Regions from separate parts of the Hordeum vulgare genome. Here region 2 is linked to region 1. The links are chromatin contacts, called in public Hi-C maps. All regions are on one chromosome and are shown on one strand. Each heading gives the region's core, a stretch centred on a gene start, on an enhancer-like site or on the middle of the called end of the contact. The rest is flanking DNA. Distances are from core to core; before and after follow the strand shown. Region 1 holds the start of LOC123398896 (mitochondrial uncoupling protein 5-like). Region 2 holds the start of LOC123398902 (serine/threonine-protein kinase PEPKR2).

The links. Hi-C and Micro-C count contacts between places; a contact is called where the count stands out from the background.
Region 2: a contact with region 1 is called in a Hi-C map of seedling, with 3 times the contacts expected there. The contact joins the promoter of LOC123398902 here to the promoter of LOC123398896 in region 1. A contact is called at or near these places in 2 of 6 Hi-C or Micro-C datasets (leaf and seedling) and 1 of 1 datasets of contacts at active chromatin or transcription factors (embryo).

The regions. Positions count from the first base shown.
Region 1 is chr5H:466,155,763-466,160,378 of MorexV3_pseudomolecules_assembly, forward strand. It overlaps LOC123398896 (mitochondrial uncoupling protein 5-like), which reads right to left and starts at 2,337. Exons shown (of 1, transcript XM_045093342.1): 1 at 968-2,337. The coding sequence starts at 2,150. The coding sequence ends at 1,179.
Region 2 is chr5H:466,424,701-466,429,316 of MorexV3_pseudomolecules_assembly, forward strand. LOC123398902 (serine/threonine-protein kinase PEPKR2) reads left to right here and starts at 1,882. Exons shown (of 3, transcript XM_045093348.1): 1 at 1,882-2,840. The coding sequence starts at 2,099.

The sequences.
Region 1 (4,616 bases), core at 1,087-3,586:
ATAAAATGTTGAGCCTTTGAATCGGTCGAACTTTTAGTAATGGGACCAACAACGATATTATTTATATAAACAAGAATTCGCTTTCCTCTTACTATTTTCTTGTCGACAAAGGCCTTAAAGTGCCCTTCTAGAATCCACAGAAATGCAAAGCACTATTTCTTTCTCTATCTCCTTGCTTTGGAACCGGACCAATTGGTTCCCGCGTGGCACGTTTTTATTCCTCCAACAACCGGTTCAAAGGACCAAACGCGTTTGGACAACTGTGTGGACACTAGATAGTCATATGCGTTGATAGTCTTAGGGCGTCTCGTATGGAGTACCCAAAAAAAAGGCATGTGGTTTATTTGCGTGGGTCCTAGCTTATGGTCGACATAAGAAATAAACATTGGCGATGCCCTGATGTGGCAGATCTCGAATGAGCATGGCCATATGCTTGTTGTCATTTATGCTTGTTGGGCCATCCGTCTATTTGACTGTTCGTATTTGTTTATGTGTCTTCTTACCAGATGAACATGGGAATGGGGCATCATTTGGCCTTTGTCAGCACTCAGCAGGCATAAGATGTACTTTAGAGCACACTTCATGCGAAGTTAGAATAATCCTGGGGTGTGGTTCATGCAATGTCTTGAACTACAAGCAACGGTAACGGTAACTTGGTAACAGCTGGTCCTATACTGTTACCTCTTGTGCAAGAAAAACAGCTGGTCCTATTCAAATGCTAAGTTTCCTGATTTGTCATTTTCTACCCTTTTTTGTCTCTATTTGCCTATGCAAGTTTAATTCCAGCATTCTGCTTTCTGGCAGAGGTCTAAAATAAATATCAACGCAGTTAAAATTGGTAAGCTTGAACTGAATTCGGGTCTAGAACACCCATGGATCATATAGTCTACTGATATGTGTTATATGAGGAACTGACCAAGACAAAGTAGGTGGCATAGATCAAAATTCCCCACTAACTGATCAGAAATTAGCACACATCAAAATTCCCCAGTAAATGATCAGAAAGTAGCACACATCAAAATTCCCACCATAATTTATCAAATCCGTGCAGGCGCAGAGAACGGTGTGGAGCTGCAGCTTGCGATCGATGGGAGAGGAGGTGATCATAGTTTTTACCAATGGGGTACGCTACAATCCTGGGCCAGATTGGCGATGGCCATGCCGTCTTCCTGGGTCTCTCAGAAGTTGAAGTCCTTGAGCAGCTTCCGGACCTGCTCCAGCGTGACGAAGAGCACGACGGTGAAGGGTCCCTGTCGCGTCACCGTCGGAATGAAGCCCTTGTACAGCGCCAGCGCGCCCTCCGACCGCACCGTCTTGATGGCGCAGTCGATCGCGCCGGCGTACGGCGGCGGGGCGCCGGGCTCCACCTTCATGTTCATGACCCTCGTCTTGACCACGTCCACGGGGCTGGACGCCGCCGCGGCCACCAGGCCGGCCGTGAAGCTGGCCGCCACGTGCGTCGCCAGCCCGTCGCCGCCCGGGCCGCGCCGGGAAAGGATTGCCTCCTTGGCCTGGTCGTAGGTGGCCAGCTGCGACGCCGTCACGATCATGGCGCGGTTGACCGTGAGAGAGGACCCGCGCCAGAGCCTGCGCACGCCCTCGTCGCGCGCGATCCGGGTGATGGCATGAGCGACGCTTCGGTAGTTCCGCCGCTCGGCCGCGGGGAGCCGCCCGTCCGCCTGCATCCGCACCATGGCCACGTCGGCCGGGTTACCCACTGTCGCGCCGACGCCGCCGGCGACGAGCCCGGCCGCGATCTTCCGGTGCAGCGGCAGGGCGGCGCCGCCGGATTCCCGCTCCCACCTCCTCTTGATCGTGTCGTAGAGCCCCATGGAGGTCGAGGAGTAGACCGCCTGCCGCAGCACGGTTGCCGACACCCCGGAGAGCAGCCCTGCGGGGCCCTCCGCGCGCAAGATCTGCGCGCCGATGGCGATGGGCCCGGGCTTGCGCGGAGGCTGCAGGAGGTGGTCGTGGTGGTGGTGGTGCTGCACGCCGGGGGGGAACACGAGGGCGAAGCGCATGGCCGGGGCTGGGATCCGGGCCGCCTCGCCCTGTAGCTGCATGCGGACCTTGATGAGGTCGAGCGGGTGCGTCGAGCAGCCGGCGACGACGGAGGCGGCGCCGCCCTCGACGAACCCCTTCAGCCCCATGTCTCCGTCTCTGGTGTTTCGTCGGTGCGGAGGGTCATGTGTGGCTAGGAATCTGGAAGCCCCAGCGCTCGTGGGGAGGCGGAGGCGGAGGTGGAGGCGGCCGAGGTAATGGACGGCCGGGGGAGGGGAGGGGAGGGGAGGCGGGCAGTGGGGAGGGTGCCGGGCTGGGTCTCGCAACCTAGGAAGGACTTGTGGGCTTTGCCGTAGGTAGATTCGAAGGAAGTTGGTTGAACCTGGCTGGAAACTGCAAACCCTAGTTCCCGCTGGCCCACATGAGCGTGGCCAGCCCAGCGCCTTCCCTTCCATTCTGCCATTTCCTATTTGACGCCACAGCCGTCAGTTAACGTGTATTTTTGTTAACTGGCTTCTGTGGCGTTTATAGATGGGCCGGCCCATCTAGACGTCGGTTGACGTTTTTTTTAATTCTATGAACTTTTTTAAATATAGATAATTTTTTTAAAACAATCCATGAATATTTTGTAAGATTGATGAACTTTGGTCTGAAAATCGACGAATGTTTTCTAAAATTTTAAAATTCTATGAAGTTTTTTGAATATCAATGATATTTTTTGAAATTTCATTAACATACTTTTGAAAATGGACGAATTTTTATCAAAATTGATGAACTTTTTTAAGATTTATGATTTTTTTAGTTCAATGAACTTTTTTTAAAAATAAACAAACTTTTATCGAATTTCTATGAACTATTTCCAAATTTAATGAACTTTTTACAAATTGAATGATTTTTTTTTATTTCAATTACCTTTTTCAAATTTATGAACTTTTTTCAAAATTGATGAACCCTTTTAAAGATATGAACTTTAAAAATGAATGAGCCTTTTTTTAAAATCTGAAAACCTTTTTTGATTTCATATTTTTATTTTCATAACAAATTGAAAATCTAGACGTTTTTTCCTACTGGATCAACAGAAAAAACACATAAAAAAATGGGCAACACGCTGGTGGGCCGGCCCATGCGAGTAACTCTGCACGCGCTGGATCGTTAGTGGGCGCTTGCAGCGCTGCATAGGAGCTCCCTTCCATTCCTTTGGTGATTTCATGTGATGTGTTGTGTTGGTGATTGGTAGTGCGATAGCATTTTTGTGCCATGCCAATTGCCACTTCCACATCTCACTAATGGTTCATTTCTCCAACACAGAGGCGAAAGGGGGCGGAAAAGTCTTCCTTGTCCACCGCCGGCAAGGCCGCGAGCTCTCCTTTTCTCCTCTCGTCGCCCTACGGCGGCGGGAGAGAGGGGGATCCCCGGATCCACTCGTCCGGCGTGTAGATAGTGGTAGGATAGGTATATTGGGCGACGATGGTCGGTCGATGACGACGTCGCCATAGAGAATAAAGCTTTCTGGGCCTCCACCTCATCGGCGTCGTTCAATGTTGTCGAGGGGACACGAATATGTCTCTCTCCCATTCGTTTGGGACGACGGAGCAAGGTTTTCCCCGTGTGGCCTTTAAGGCGGCGATGGAGGGCGCACGTAAGGATTTTGTTCACCGGTTCCACCCACATCATGGCGGCATCTCCTCCCACGTCATCGAGGAGCCGAGAGATGTTGTATAGGATTTAGTCGTCGTTTCGGTTTAGATCCGTTTAGGACACGACTTCTGCAGATTGTTTTGTGCAAGAAGGCTCGGGTGCGGGGGTTTGTCAATGGCTTCATTTCTTCTCGGGAATGTCGTGCTCTAGATCCAAGAAGTATGAGGAGGATTCGTGGCCAACGATCCTCCTCATACTCCCCCACATGAGAGTGGACAACATGAGTGGTCACACACATACACACACCCCCGGTATAGATGGATTAATGTCATGGACAACTATCCATGATGGATATCCCAACACTACATGTTGGGTGTTCAACAATTGTGAAGGAGACAGATAAAAACATTTATGCCTGGAGATCTCAACAATATCTTGAATAGGAGGTGACGCTTACCAAAAAAACAGAAATGAGAAGAAAGAATCATAGGTGATGAGGGAAATCGAAAGAGCTTTTGGAGTCATTGGTCTAGCCTATTTTGGTTGGGCCTAACTTTGGCATTTGGTGTTTGACTTATAAGCTAGAGAGCACCTAGTTTAGGGGAGTAAATAGACGACTGTAATTTTTGTATCTTTTCTTTAGCTACTTTAGGACTAGCACGCAGAGGCGCCGCGTGTGAAGCATGTGTGTGCATTTTTGTTGTTTTATTTCAAAATAAGAGAAGGGGTGCAACAGGTTTGAGGGTGATGAGGTTGCGTAGAAAAATACACTCTCACGATGCAAACAACATGCTTAGTGCTCACTGCACGCTCACGCCAACATAGTTCCACAGGCATAGATGCATATTTGCATCTTGGTTCATATTTACAGAACAGAAGGTGCATGGTACAACTATTTGATAGAAGTATATTCGAGAGGACTCTCACGATGTAAACAACATCCTTAATGCTCACGGCACGCTAGTGCAACAAAAGGT
Region 2 (4,616 bases), core at 632-3,131, 270 kb after region 1:
GCACCAGTTCGTCACTAGCTCTCATGGTTGTCCCATTTAGAGGTGCGGCTCATGCTCGAGCTAGGCTGCGGGCAACCACCCTTACATTAGCGCTCGCTAGTGGGGGTGGCAGCGCATGAGTGGTCGATCCTATGGGCATGCTAGTCATTTTCGGTTCCAGCACAGCCCCACTAAATCCACCATCCGGTTCCTATTTTCTTTCACTCCGCCCCTTCCCACATTGCTTTGCATCCGCACCCCCGCCTCCGTCGTTTCCGGTGTACCTCTCCGACCGCCACACATGCATTGTCGTATGTCCGCAACCAGCATCGACACGCGTGCTCGCCTTTTACGACTATGTTGTCCACCCTGAAGTCGTTTTTGCGCACGTACACTCTGTCACCCTGTTGACTACCTCCATGGCGGCAACCACGCCTCACATGTGTTCAATCAAATGGCGTTGAGCTTAACCTTGGACGCCATGTCGTTTTTCATAGTAAGAAGGATGGCAGGGTGCTCGACCATGGAGGGTTAGTTGTTGTGCGACACGTAGTTGGGCGTAACCGTGGATTTCGTAGGCAGGAGCAACCGAGAAGCACATTGCACCCTACGACATGCATATCATCCAATAACACAATGTGAGGTCATTGTCGTATCAACGATACGTCATTCAAACCATCGTCACCAAGTTTTGTCACGTCGTTGCTCAGCTGGAGGCAAAGTGACCATTGCATGCGACATAGGAGGAGATCGTAAGTTTTGCTTCTTCTGCTTAACTTGTTGATTGAATCATTCATTTACTCAATGTTGCTCTACACACAGTGTATCCTATATACATCGGCGTGGTGTACCACATGATAGAGGAACGGCCACTACGTACACATTGTTGGATGAAGCTAAATGAGCAATATGTATGACAACATGATTTGTTATTAAAAAACTTGTTGAACATCTAATTTAAGACATTGTTGTATTAGACTTATTTGCATCTATGTATAGATGATTTATGCTATTTTTTATTCAAAATTTGATAAATATTGATCTGTTTGCATGAATTTTGTCCGCTAACTTGAAACCCCATTTAAAATGTACTTTCTCTGTCCCAAAATAAGTGTCGTTGATAAAATATATACTAACTTAATACTAAATTTGCGACACTTATTTCAAAACGGAGGGAGTATATGAGAGCGGGTGGATGGCCGTCTCGGACATACGCCAAAGCAAATTTGAGGTTCAACGTTGAATATGCATATATATAGCTGTAAAAATAATCATGTGTACCCAAATCCAGATTGAAAACGTCACATCTCTGGACTTTTGGAAAAGGTAAAAAGGCCGTACTCGATCCAGCTGGCCCCGCACGGTGCTTACCAGATGCAGCGACAGCCGCATACACTGCGGCAGTCACATGCTTACGGTGTACGCAGAAGTAAATGCCGGGACACGGAACGAGCAGAGCAGAGCAGAGCAGCACCGTGCGGCGCCGCTGTCCGCACGAGCGGCCCGTGAGCCCGTAATGAACCAGGAATCCAGGATCCAAGCCAACACAAACTGTTCCCCAGCCACGGAAGCGGAGTCACGAAAGAACGAGAGTTCCACGCCACACCGTCCCCGTATCCGTATCCTTCCAGAAGCCTCCGTCCGTCGTGAAGAGGGAAAAGATCTCGCCATCAGCCTGGGCATAAAATCGGGGCGATAACCGCACCCGCACCGCAAACGGCAAAAGCCCAGGCGACGGAAAACGTCGCGTGATTTCCCCGCAGACCGCACCGCCCGCCCGCCACCGTCGCCCACCCGTCCGGCACCGTGCCAGCCATCGCGTCGGCCCACCCACCCGCCCCAGCCCGAACCGTGCCCGCCTTTGCCTTCTCCCTCCCTCCCGTGCTCCCGATCCCGAGCGGCCGAACCGACACCGAGACGCCGCCCCCACCCGCGGGAGGGACACGAGTCCAACAAAGGCAGCCCCTCCCTACCCCCACCACCACCGTCCTCATCTCCTCCTCGAGCCCCTCCCCCCCTCCTCCGCATCTCGCCACCAACCTTCCCGATCCCCAACCCCCATGATCCGCAGGAGGCGCGGGCACGCCGCCGCCTAGGGTTTCCACCCCCCGCCCCTCCGATGGAGTCGCTTCCGCGGAAGCGCAAGGGCGCGCGCTCCCTCGCCGGCTCCCTCCACGACGACTCGGCGGACCGCAAGCGGACCTGCCGGGAGCGGAAGCCGCGGCCCGAGAAGAAGAAAAAGAAGCCCTCCGCCGGCGGCGATGACGCCGCCACCGCCTCCGGCCGCGGCGGCGTGGTCATGACGGCGCCGCCGGCCAGCGGCCGGGCCACCCCGGACAGCCCCGGGAGGGGGCTCAAGCGCAAGGTCGGCTGCATCGAGTCCGCCACGCGGATAGGCCGCAAGAAGCGCCTCGAGACCGAGTACGAGCTCGGCGACGAGATCGGCCAGGGCAAGTTCGGCTCCGTCCGGATCTGCCGCGCCAAGGCCGGCGGCGAGGAGTTCGCCTGCAAGGCCCTCCCCAAGAACGGCGAGGAGACGGTCCACCGCGAGGTCGAGATCATGCAGCACCTCTCCGGCCACCCCGGCGTCGTCACGCTCAAGGCCGTCTTCGAGGACGCCGACAAGTTTTACCTCGTCATGGAGCTCTGCAGCGGCGGCCGCTTGCTGGACGAGATGGCCAGGGACGGCATCTTCTCCGAGCAGCGAGCCGCCCTTGTCATCAAGGATCTAATGTCGGTCGTCAAGTACTGCCACGAAATGGGCGTCATCCACAGGGACATTAAGCCGGAGAATATTTTGCTCACCAAGACTGGCAAGATGAAACTAGCAGATTTTGGATTGGCAGCACGAGTTACTAACGGTAAATTCTTGCTAAAATTTCACTTTGAAGCCCTACTAGATGATAAATAAGTTGTGTTCGTGGGGGTACTCTATGCTTACACAAGTTGCAACTTTGATTCACTTTATATGGCAAAATGACATCAATTAGAAGTACTAGAAGATCGACTGGAAGTTCAACATGTTTTGACGAGTGGAAGTTCAACACTGGACCATACAAGGTTTTATAATCTTTAATTAATACAATTAGTATGGTGTTGCAACATTTAGAATTGATGGATGTCCATATGAGTAATTTACCATGTTAACCAGATTACGGCGGGTTTCAGGTTTCAATCACACAGCATCTTTGCAGGTCGCCCATCTTTGTGACTCTGCATATCATCTAATCTAATGTGTTCTAAACAAGTCAAGTTGGATAGCTTTCAATTTTTGAGTCCTAGGTTGGTAGGATTTTTTTTCATGTGTCTTCTCCTCTTGCTGAATATGCTCAGAGAATGGGGGTGATGATTTGAATGTAGCCTCAAAGTCTAGCGCCCATATCTGGAATCTCTTTGTGCATTCATCTGCAAGTATCTATATGTATAGTCTGAGACCCAATATAGCATGCTTCAGACAGTTTCATGTTTCATACTTACAATCAATACTGATTGTATTCACTGAATTGTGCCAATTGGTTACGATGGTTGTGTAACTACTAACTAATCAGATAGCACTAGTTCTGCATCAAGAGTTAGGCGCTCTCATTCTTAAGTCCTTGTTGAGTCGGAAGTGGTGAATGTTTTTGTTCGGAGTCTTGTTCAAATGATGATTTCTGCACACCGACTCAGTATTTTGCACGGTATTGCAAATGAAGAAATGTTCTATATTGTACCAATTAATATGTTAAATGTTCCTTATAGTCATGATTTGGTAGCATGTGGTGCCTTGATTGAATTTTTTTGTTCGATATCCAAGGTAATTGAAGCATCACGCTAATTGATAGTTGGTTTCATTGTACTTGTGGTGTTACTGATACTAACTTTACTTATTTGCGTGGAATTTGGATGTCAACAATCTACATTGATCAATTTAATCCTTGTATTGATGTTAATTTATGGCATCTCCTGCAAGTACCTGTTGTGACAAGTCTGAGGGCCAGAATACCCTTCTTGAGCATACCAAACAGGATGTGTAATGTTTTGAGTATGGTCTTGCGTCATTTTGATGAGTTAGAAAGTGGTGTGATGTCTGTCTGAATGGAGTCATATAGTCTATGAGTTGGAGTTGTCAGCATGGCGTCCGATGCACTGGTTCTTATGAACAGATGCTTATATTTTGTAAGGTAACATTTAGATTATAGTAATTCTGCAGTATTTATCTATTGTTACCAATGTCTCTACCTCTGTTCCAACTCTAGTTATCAGTTGTCACTCTAATGCAATGCAGTAAGCCACTGCTGTCTTTGAGTACTTCTTATTAGAAACTTACCGATTCAGTTCAAAGTCTCTTCTGTCATGCTAGAGTGATGCGTTTGTTGTCTTAAATTTCACTGACAGCGTTATAGGCTAAAACAGACATCCCATGGTGCTGATGTGGAGCAGAATGAGAGGAATTAGCTGCACGGACATTGAGTGATGGACAGTTTATCTAATGCTGCACTGCTCTAAACCTAGTAAATGATGATAAAGTGACAAAAATAATGTCACCATGTGATATTTACCTTGTGTACCAAAGTTCTAAGAATCCAGTATCACCTAATTTATATGCCAAGGGATGCAGATGTTTAGAGCTCTGATGCTATTTTGTTTAGTCTGGC